3 separate regions of the Sus scrofa genome follow, and all the other regions are linked to region 2. The links are chromatin contacts, called in public HiChIP or PLAC-seq maps. All regions are on one chromosome and are shown on one strand. The core of a region is the stretch at or near the end of the contact, and the rest is flanking DNA. Distances in the headings are between cores, read along the strand shown. Region 1 has its middle 340 kb from the start of PTEN. Region 2 overlaps LOC102162281 (a long non-coding RNA gene). Region 3 has its middle 320 kb from the start of RNLS.

The links. HiChIP or PLAC-seq counts read pairs in DNA pulled down with a chosen protein or histone mark.
Region 1: a contact with region 2 is called in an H3K27ac HiChIP or PLAC-seq map of alveolar macrophages. The contact joins two enhancer-like sites. A contact is called at or near these places in 1 of 47 Hi-C or Micro-C datasets (alveolar macrophages) and 1 of 2 datasets of contacts at active chromatin or transcription factors (alveolar macrophages).
Region 3: a contact with region 2 is called in an H3K27ac HiChIP or PLAC-seq map of alveolar macrophages. The contact joins two enhancer-like sites. A contact is called at or near these places in 1 of 47 Hi-C or Micro-C datasets (alveolar macrophages) and 1 of 2 datasets of contacts at active chromatin or transcription factors (alveolar macrophages).

Annotation. Positions count from the first base shown.
Region 1 is chr14:100,263,353-100,267,187 of Sscrofa11.1, forward strand. No RefSeq gene overlaps it. Among named protein-coding and RNA genes, the nearest start is that of PTEN, 340 kb to the left of the region's middle. Within about 2 kb of position 1,674, at least 10 of the 83 cell types and tissues checked have an H3K27ac peak or open chromatin away from gene starts, as enhancers often do. A contact at or near this core is called in alveolar macrophages, where this site is marked.
Region 2 is chr14:99,906,641-99,910,436 of Sscrofa11.1, forward strand. LOC102162281 (a long non-coding RNA gene) reads left to right here. Exons shown (of 4, transcript XR_002338607.1): 4 at 896-1,019. Among named protein-coding and RNA genes, the nearest start is that of KLLN, 20 kb to the right of the region's middle. Within about 2 kb of position 2,276, at least 4 of the 83 cell types and tissues checked have an H3K27ac peak or open chromatin away from gene starts, as enhancers often do. A contact at or near this core is called in alveolar macrophages, where this site is marked.
Region 3 is chr14:100,279,764-100,283,252 of Sscrofa11.1, forward strand. No RefSeq gene overlaps it. Among named protein-coding and RNA genes, the nearest start is that of RNLS, 320 kb to the right of the region's middle. Within about 2 kb of position 1,943, at least 48 of the 83 cell types and tissues checked have an H3K27ac peak or open chromatin away from gene starts, as enhancers often do. A contact at or near this core is called in alveolar macrophages, where this site is marked.

The DNA.
Region 1 (3,835 bases), core at 424-2,923, 360 kb after region 2:
AATCAATTAATTAATATAAAAATAGACTAAAGAAAGGTCCTCTAAATGCATTTAGCTATATAAAATACTTACACTGGTGTTCTAACTTTTTTCATCTCACTATGACTGACAAAACTTTGTCATAAAATGAATTCTGTAAAGGTTTTGTATGAATTCATAATTGAAGAGACAAAAACTTTGCCTTTTTTAAAATAAAGGTTTTGAATTTAACTAATTTGTGCACAAAGTTTTCCTAATTTTGGAACTGTTGGGATTCTGTGCCGAAGCAGTGCTTAGAGGCAAAGAAGTTAGGAACACTCAGTCATCAACAGACATTATAATTTAAGACATGTTTATCCAGCCCAATGTCAAGGACATCAAAGTGGACAATTTCAGCTCTTTATCTGTGCACAGTTTATACAACCCCTTGTTATCCAGTGCAAAATTTTAATTTCAGTCTTCAACAACTAGAAAGACAGAATATCAATCTTTGATAAATAAAACTAGACTCAGAGGTATTAATATCCCTGCAATTAATGTCTCTCCCAACTAACCACATGTCTCTGGATATAGTTGAAGAAGAATTTCAGCTATCTAAGACTCATAAGGTCCCAGCTCCAGCTGGGACTTCAAATCATGTTTCCAGAACACAAAGAACACTTGATAAAGTTGGAGAGAAATATTTTTCAAAAATATGTCACCAGGCAGCTTGGGAGTGATTTAACAGAACCATCCTACAGGGTATGAATTTAACCTTTGATCTCTGAAATGAAGGTCAGCAAATTTGTTTTTACTCTACATCTCTTATAATCAACTCAATGTCTGGGTAAATCAGTTTCTAAAGAGGAGGCTGTGTTTGCAGATAAGTGATACTTTCACCCTTCAATTTTGAACCACTTAACCCTCTCTTCCCTGAGTTAAATTCTACTGCTGTTGTCAACTTTTTGTGGGAAAGGAATCTAAAAACTTAAGATGCCATGTATTAGAATGGGGGAAATGCCATACTGTTGGCTACAAATGAAATAAAATGTCCAAGAAAAATGTTTTAGTGGTGTTTTTTTTTTTTTTCCCTTCTAGGAGATGAGCACATGAAAAGATACTGTTTTTTAGCTATCAGTTCACCTGAAGTCTTCTTGCCAATCCCAGGTTGGCAAAGAATAGCCTATGGGCTAAATCCAACCTACTGCCTGTTTTTGTAAATAAAGTTTTATTGGAACACGACCATGTTCATTCGTTTAGGTATCATCTCTGGCTGCTTTCGTGTTACAATGACAACTGACTAATTGCAGCAGAGAGCATGTGTCTCACAAAGCCTAAAATATTTACTCTCTGGGCCTTTACACAAAATCTTTGCCAACCACTGCTTTAAATCAAAGAAAGAGGCTTGGGGTGGTGACATCACAATAATACATCCTTAGCACAGATATAGCAATGGCTTGGCAGTAAATGAGGATGGGACGTTGGTTTTAATCCAGATATTCACTTTTTAGAAACAGAGTCTCAGAATAACATTAAGCTGATGAAAAGAACAATAGTTGGGGATGCATTGTAATGAGGTATAGACATAGTAACTAAATTTATTCCTCTGATTCTCCAGCAGTCTATCTAATAAAAATACGCTACAGTAGAGATGAACCCAGAATCTTCAGCTGATGTCAGCCATTTGGGAATAAGAGTTCCTTCTCTGCAGCAGATGTGTGGCTTGAAGTTCATCATGAGTACACTCAGAGAGAGAGCACAGCATGTGTTGTTCTGTGGAGGGGACCAACACTGGCCTGTCAATGGGATAACAAATTTTGTTAAAGGACTTGGGGAAACAGTAAGGGTTGGGAACTGGGCTAGAACTTGAAAAATGAATTTTAACCCTTCCTGGGTATGACTATCCTTTTAAAATAATGATGATTCTGTCCAAGAAATGCCTATCAAATTTAAACCAAAAGAATGCAATGCAGTCAGTTGCCGTGCTTGCCAGTCATTCTACATGGACAGCTGCCAGGAGGTTGATACACAAAGGCGATGGTTGCATGCATGGTTATTTCAGTCCTAGACACTCGTCATCCCTTGAAATTGCTCTGTTCCCAGGATTCCAAACTCCAGCCTCCCCTTGCCTTTCTCAGAAGTCAAGTGCATGAGCCAATGAGGGTGGGCCCCCTCAATTTCCTTCTCTAACCCAAACTGCAGGTATTCATTCTGGGTCCAGATTTTCACTCCTGTCTTGGAAGAAAGGCAGAGACCCACCGCTGGGCTTGAACACTGCTGTATTTCCTGCTCTTTTTAGGACACTGCTTTTTCATTTGCAAGGTTTTCCTTTCTACTGACTCTTTCTGTTTTCCTAACTAACATGCTTGGGTCTCATTTGATCTAAAACTATGAAAAACCAAAACAAAAATTAGAGAAATTTGCTTCGACTTAGTTCCTCTCTTTTCCCACTTTTTTTCCTGACTTTTTTCTCTTTCACTGTCTGTAGCAAGAATAAGACTAGGTTATGCTATGATAACACACTGCCTCTACATCTTAGTGGTTTTCTACAATGACCCAGCTTCCATAAGGATGTATCTATACTGCTGCCACCTCTTTTCTCAGTGTCTACTCACTGTACCCCCACCCATATCTTCTAAACCCTGGCTTTTGTCACCATCACTCTCTTAAAACTACATTTTGTTGTTGTTGTTTTCACTTTTCATTTCTTTTTTTTTTTTTTTTTTTGTATTTTTCTAGGGCTGCACTTGCAGCATATGGAGATTCCCAGGCTAGGGGTGTAATCAGAGCTGTAGCTGCCCGCCTACGCCAGAGCCACAGCAATGTGGGATCCGAGCCACGTCTGAGACCTACACATAGCTCGTGGCAATGCCGGATCCTTAACCCACTGAGCAAGGCCAGGGTTCAAACCCGCAACCACATGGTTCCTAGTCGGATTTGTTAACCACTGAGCCACGACGGGAACGCCTAATTTTTTAAAATATTTATTTATTTATTATTTATTTTGCTTTTTAGGGCTGCAGCCACAGCATGTGGAGGTTACCAGGCTAGGGGTCCAATAAGAACTACAGCTGTCGGCCTAGGCCACAGCCACAGCAACACAGGATCTGAACCTCGCCTGCGACCTATACCACAGCTCACAGCATGGCCAGGATCCTTAACCCACTAAGCAAGGCCAGGATTTGAACCCACAACCTCATGGTTCCTAGTTGGATTCGTTTCATCTGTGCCTGGATAGGAACTCCCATTTTTAATTTTTAATTCTTAAATGTTTTTTTTTTTTTTTTTTGCTTTTTAGGGACATATGGGAGTTCCCAGGCTGGGTCAAATTGGAGCTGCAGCTGCTGGCCTATGCCTCAGCCACAGCAACACCAGATACTTAATCCACTAAGTAAGGCCAGGGATCAAACCCACATCTTCATGGATACTAGTTGGGTTCGTAACCCACTGAGACACAACAGGAACTCCCTAAAATATTTTTCTTAAAATTACCACTTTGTTACCTATTTAATCATATTTTCTCTATTTCCTCCTTGGTTTCTTTGGTACAATTTGACCCAAGCTTTAATCTTTTCTTCCTGAACCCATTTCTTGGTGTGCACGACTGCATTTGCAGGGTTTTCAAGCTCTCCCGTGTCCTTTCCACATACTTTTTATCAGTCTCCTTTACTAATTTTTCCTTCTCTTCCTCTAGCTCAGTGAAGGTTGTCCAGGCAGCTCAGACTCTCCTTTTACTCTCTCTGTGCCCTCTCTGGGGCTTTAGCCTTCAGCTCTGAGCAAGGAACTCCCTATCAATCAATCGATTAATCAATCCATTCATCCCTTTCTCCAGATTTTGAGCTACAATTCAAACTTTCATGTGGATTACACTTGCAAA
Region 2 (3,796 bases), core at 1,026-3,525:
ACTTAAGAATGTGGCAGGTCAATGTGATTGGACCATTTCATTACCATACTTTGACTCCAGAGTGACTCAGAGGTAAATGCATCTTGTTTAAACTCGTAACAGAAATATTGGTATGACATAAGATTACAACAATGAAAGACACAAAATGGCTGTTTACTGGGGACATCTTGAAAGACCAGGGGAATCCTTACTTTCTTACGGTCTCCCATTTTGCACTTGTGGATAGCTATTCATTGTTCATTTGGTATTTACTGAAAGCTTACCATGTGTCAAATAATACGTAAAGTGTCAGAGGTGGCAGCAGTGAGCACTTCTATAGAGGTTACTATATATATATTCTCACCCAATCCTCATAACACTGTGAGGTAGATACTATTATTATCCCCATTTTACAGATGAGGACACTGGGATACACAGAGATTAAGTAACTTGCCAAAGATCTTACACTGTTAAGTGGCAGAGCAATATTTGAAAGCAGACAGTCTGGCTCCAGAAATGGTGCTTTTAGCCTCCATGCTAAATAGCCTCTCAAGGAATTTATGATCTCATTATACACAGATAAGTACCTCCCCTTTCAGGGTAAGGCCATGGGGAATAGGTGTATAGGGAAGCAAAAAGTGACTCAGATTAAGTATTTCCTATAAACTAACACCACTTGTATCTGACTCAAGAAATGCTTAAGGCTGTGCTCCAGGGAGAAGAATGGAGTACCAAGAAAGTATTAAATGCAGCAAAAGTGTTGGATATATTAACCAATGGTTATTTAAAAGTTAACCCATTTAATTTTATATCCAGAACTACAACCCTGCATTTTCCTCTCACATGTACATCATGAGGATTAAGGATTAGAATCAATGATAACATTTCTTTTCCCTCTTTCTCTCTCCTTTGGTAGAGGTACTTGTATGAAGACTGCTTCACTATGGAGTTCCCGTCATGGCACGGTGGAAATAATCCAACCAAGAACCATGAGATTTCGGGATTGATCCCTGGCCTCGCTCAGAGGGTTAAGGATCCGGTGTTGCAGTGAGCTGTGGTATAGGTTGCAGATGTGGCTCAGATCCCACGTTGCTGTGGCACAGGCCGGCAGCTGTAGCTCCAATTAGACCTTTAGCCTGGAAACCTCCATATGCCATGGGTGTGGCCCTAAAAAGAAAAAAAAGAAAAGGCTGCTTCGCTATGGAGGTTTGGTCCTCTGTGGTCACGACTGGTGAACTAATGGGGATGGGTCTGCTAGGAGAGTACTTACAGAGTACTGGAAACTTAGGGGGAAAATTCCTGGGGGTTGAAAATTGCAGAAATGATAATAAAGCCTCAGATATTTCAGGAGAGGAATAATTTCAGTACCTGTGATACGGAAGCCGTATAGGGTCAAATTGTAGGAAAAACATGAGATATATTTACGTAAATCAGGCTGGTAGACCATTAGTGGTAATATGTAATCTATAAATATTCATTATTATTTGTATCACAGTGCTTATGCCAGGCTGTCCATAGAAACATATTTGTGGAGACCTAGGAGAGAAAGTATAAACAAGCCAGTGATTTTTTAAAAATAATTCAATGAATTTTACTGTATTTATTGTTTTACAGCCATCATCACAACCTAATTTTAGAACATTTTCATCCCAAACCCCCAGTCCCAGTGGTCTTCTTAAGACCTTACATATACCCTTTAATGACCCTGTACATTTCTAAGTGTTATCAACAAAGTTTAGTAATAATAAAGTACTGGTTATCATCATTATTACTCTTATTATGTCCCCATTTTATGTTATCACTAATTTTATATTGGATTAGTGAGAAAATAAGATGTAATTTTCAAAATATTCAAATATTTAAGTAGATTTCTCTAAACTGAGAGGAATGAAATTCATACATATAGACAAGGAATTTAATCGTCATTTCTAAGTCTTACGGATTTTGCTTTCCCGCAGAAATGAACTCCTTTGATTTTATTATCGTAGAATGAGTTTCTTGTCAAGAGTCATTTTTGCTTACCTCATCTTTGAATATTTGTTAGACCACTAGTATTTCCTCTATCCATACTTCCTATGTAAGTACAAAAATACCTTACTTCCTCTTTCCAGGCAAGTAGAAACTTCAAAAAGATAATGAAGAAATTCTTTTCCTTCTAATTGATTCTTTGGCCCTTTTAATTTCTCCTCCACTCCCAGCAAGGGGTAGTCATTAAAATGCCTCAGACAACTGTGGAGTCGTCATGATCATAACTATGATATGATCACGTTACACACCCATTCAAAGTTCTCTGCTTCAGGGCCAAGGTTTGGGTGATGTCACATAGCCTATGGACTTCCTGCTTCCTGGACTGGTTTGGTTTCTCTGTTGTGAGCGTAGGAAATGAGAGAAAGACGAGCTCATTGTAATTCTGAGGATCATTTTTAATTAGAGTCTGATAAATCTTGAGATAGCTCCATATGGATAAATGTATCTAATTTATACCTTTTGACCTGGTGTATAATAGTCTATCATCCAAAAAGTCACATTTCATTTATACATATTGATGGATATTTAGGTTCTTCCTAACTTTTTGTTATTTCAAATAATATTGCCATGAAAATCCCTACATGTTTTCTTATGCACATATATGAAAGTTTTTCTAGTATACAGGGTTTTTAAATTTTTTGGTTGGCTTATCCCACAGACAATTTGGAAAAACTTTTCTTCCTTACACATTTTAGAATTAGAATTAAACTTTCCATCATGAGTTTAAGTAGCTACAAAGGAAGCAATTTCCTGTAATGTAAAAATTAACATTTAAAAATAGAATTCTTAAGTGTAGCCAATGGAATATAAATGCCATAGTGATTTGATATATCCACCATTATCCATCAAAACATTAACAACATGAACAAGCTCTTCTGTTACAGTGAGAAATTTTACATCACTTTTTCGTCTCTTTGCCCTTGAGTTTTCTTTCCATTTTTGCCACATATTTTTATCTGAATATAATATCCATTAAGTGTGAATATCTTTAATGATCACTCTATCGTATTTCTCTGTAACAACTTTTATACATAAATTTAAATTAAAATTATAAATTTAAATTAAATTCCTTTGACCATAATACTCCTAATTGTTAAAATTGTTCTCATTTATCATTGTTTTTAATTCATAATTGATCAATTAAATACTTTAAAGTGTTATAATTATTAAACACAGAAAAGAAATCAGTGCAGCTTAAAAAATTAGTTTTTATATCAAATGAATTTTACTTGTTTCCAGAAGGAGTCAGGTTCACATATTCAGTTTAATTCAAAGTGTTTGCTTTTATATTATGAACACTGAGGAACACTGTTCACATAAATATGTAACTGAAAGGAATTGTTTCAGTGATGTCACATTTTTATTGGAAAGCTTGCCAATTTATATGCCATACATCACTTAGTGATCTTATTTTTAATAATTTATCAGTGGACAATTTGAATAAGTCTTCCTTCAGTTTACTAGAAAACAAGTACTGTTGGAGTTCCTGTCATGGGGCAGCAGAAACGAATCTGGCTAGGAACCATGTGGTTTCGGGTTTGATCCCTGGCCCCTCTCAGTGGGTTAAGGATCCAGCGTTGCTGTGGTGGTGTAGATCTCAGACGCGGCTCGGATCTGGCATTGGAGAGGCTGTGGTGCAGGCCAGCAGCTGTAGCTCTGATTAAACCCCTAGCCTGTGAATCTCCATATGCATGGGTGCAGCCCTAAAAAGACAAAAGACAAAAAATAAGAAAATAAGAAAACAAGTACTGTTAAACAATCTAACTTACAAAAGGGTTTGTTACTCAGT
Region 3 (3,489 bases), core at 693-3,192, 370 kb after region 2:
ATTTTTCACCTTTATTATTACTAGCACTTTTAACTTATTTTTCCTACTTCCATATCTTTCCTTTTTTCAAAAAGAAAGATAAAAAATAGAGAAAAGATACTATATCTTTTTCCTCTGTTTTTTTTTTTTTTTTTTTTTTTTTTCCTGCACTGCCCAAGCCTGTGGAATTTCCTGGGCTAGGGATTGAACCTGAGTTATAGCAGCAACCTGAGCCGCTGCAGTGACAACTGCATACTGAATCACCTGTGTGCTACTTAGTATCAAATCACATGAGAAGAGCTAGTATCATTAATTTTCCAGCTATACAAGCCAATATTTTCATCTCATAACAACTATTTTTATGCCTGGACATCTCAATGTATTTCAAATATTGAGGTATATATATATATATATATATTGTCTTTCTCACAGAGTTTTCTTTTTCTATAAACATATACACTATTTCATTAAAAAGGATGGTAGTATTTCATGACCAACCCCACTACTTTCATAGTTAGGCAAAATATTGCAAGTAGGTAATTCAAAGAACCTCTGTTTCAGCTCATAGTTTTCCTCATCCAGGAACTTAACACTTTACAACAGTCAACCCAGATATGAATACACAAAATAAGATGCTATTTAAAAGAGGCTGTTAAGTGGTTCTGAAAATGGAAGTTAGAAACCTAGATTTGCATCCAAGTTCTACCACTTACACATCAAGCAAAACTTGAATCAGTTTCAGCCCCATCAGTAACATAGTGGTGACGATACATGACCCGCCAGGTTCCTGTGAGGGGTAAATCACATGATGTGGGGAAAACAGGAACACAGCACAGTGATACTCAGTACCCTTTAACTGGCACGACTGAAAAAAAAAAAAAATTACACATATACATACTGCGCAAAAGGCAATTTCACATTACCAAGGCATTACTACTGAGGCATTCAATGTCAGCCTAATTAAAGAAAATCCTACTTTCCTTGAAGTTCTGTTTGCTTTCTGAACTTTTTGGCCTGGAGCAACACCTTTTGCTAATCCATTTTATATTCATTGTTTTAGTCAAGGGACAATTAATCAGACACTGGGATTTGGGAGTCTTGAGTTCCACGTCGAGCATGCACAGTCTGGTGACCTTGAACAATCAGTGGAATCACGCTCTTTTGTGAACCTCTTTTTGCCTTGCCCTGAAGGCAGAGCATTAGTCCCATCCCTCCTTTCTGCCTGCTCAGCACTAACTCTGCAACGCTTGTTACCCAAAATCAGGACATCGATGTTTTAATTCACAAGAAAAATCCAATTCATGTAATATCTTTATCCCTCTATGAACTGTGGGGGGAAAGGCAAGCAACCAAGCCTAAACGTTCAGCCGAAAGCATTTGCCAATATTCCTTTCAAGCAATAACCTCTCCGCAAGGCCAGCAGCTTTTTCACTGACACCTCATTTTGCTGCTGGAAAGAAAACCTTTTCTACATTCACTGCCTCCACCTGAACTGCTCGGTAATTGAAAGTCATTTTGTTTTTCCAATCACCCTCGGCAGCGACATGCACACTACCCATCCCCTTCACTGTCTAAATCGGGGGCTGAGGAAAAGTCCCTGTGGGAAGCGTGAACAGCCAGCAGCTGCGCTGGGCCTGGCCAGCTGAACTTCAGCCTGCTCCTTGGCCCAACCCCAGGACTGATAAAGCCTTTGCTAAGCTTTAGATTTCCCAGGCTTTTGTGAGCCAAAGGGAAGACCGCTTTCGTCGGTCCTGATGGCCTCTTTGTGTTCCTTGGGCCTGTTAACTCTTGTCTCAGGCAGGAAGAGAGTGAGGGGGACCAGGCTCGGTGCGGGGCCCATGCTTCCAGCCTGCTTCGAGTTGTCCAGCAAAGGCTGACCTATATTCCAGTGACACACACCAGATCTGAGTAGGACAGAACTGCCCAGGGAGCCGCCCACCCCTCCTCCTCCTGCTTCCTCAGCCAAGAGGGCAGCCAGATCTGTACACGAAGTTCTCTCTTGTCAGCCTGATGGCAGGACAGGGCTCCAGACGGGGGTTCTTAGGAGGTGAACCCCCACCACATGAACCGCAGGGCACCCCCTCTCCCCCACTGTCTTTCCTCCAGGGAGTGTAGCAGGAACCAGAAGGGTGCAAAAAAGTCGGTCTCTTGAGTTTGTTCAAAATTATTTCCTTCCAGCCATTGTTTTTGGAATGCTTTGCTGCATTTCTTTAGAGTGGGCAGATGGCAGGATCCTGGAGGTGTAAAACAGCTACAAAAACCAAGATGATTCAAACAGAAGGAATATGTATAAACCCTGCTGGATCATCCTAATATTAATCAGGAGAATTTTTTTTTTTCCTTCTCTCCAGGATGTTTAAAGTCTTCATGTTTTCTGTGTGCCTTCCCCCTTTAAAAAGAACACAATGTATAAATGGGTTGCTTTGGGGATCTTGGCTGGGAGCACTGGCGTCATTTTTTTGTATTCAGCTTATTTTGAGGACAAGCCCAATGGACAGACTTGAGAGCAAGACCTCTCACTTTGAGGAGACAGAGGAAAGTGAAAATGGAACTCCCATGGAGGGGAGCCGAAACTGGACAGCCAAGGATGGTGCCATCCAAAATACAGGAACCATGCCTGAAAGAGATAATTTCAAGTTGAGCTGTGGTTTACCACAGTGTCCTCGTGATCAGTCGAGTGGTCAGATGTCAGGGGTGACTGAAAATAAGTGCATTTTCCCACAGTGAAAGAAAAAAGAAGAAAAAACAACAACAACAACAACAACTTTGCCCATTCGAAGCAAATACTTGCACATTTCAGACTGGTTGGAGTAGGCTTGAAAATGTACTATCATCCTTGTGACTTGAGTGGAAAAAGCTGGAGAAGAAACAACGGTTATTTGCTTTTGATTAGCCACCCCACACCCCCTTTTTGTCCCTAAGGACCACAAGGAGTCTTTATTGCTCTGTCCCATGTTTTGTTCTATTCAAAAGATCTTCTGGGAGCAAGGGTTATGTGTTTACGCCATGACATGGCTGGCACTGGCGGGGAGAGGAGAAGGAGTCCCAGAGTGATTTCAAATTGAAGGGTTTGGTGACTCTGTGTGGGCTAGATCTTCTTCCTTCCACCTGTGGTACAGCCTGGCTTCAGAGAGGCAGCTGCAGAGACTTCTTTTCCTGCTGGGTGTGTGCAGAAGGACTCTGGGATTCAAAGCGTTAAAGTGTCATCTGCAATGGGAAAAATGGCTTAACCACAAATGCATCCTGTGCTGGCCTAGTTATGTGTTACTGTGTATGTGTGTACTTTTTTTTTTTTTTTTCCATTTCAAAATCTCTCTTTCATGAGCTCATATCCTAAAATGTCTCCTTTCTAATTTAATGAGAGGGATTCCATCCACTCAGAACAGGGTGCTTTCAACCATCATGTCTGCCAGAAAATCACAGAAAACCTCAAAGGTGAAACCCAGAACATCAAATCACTGATTGGAAAAATAAAGGTTTGATTTGGAAATCACACACCAGGCAACCTGA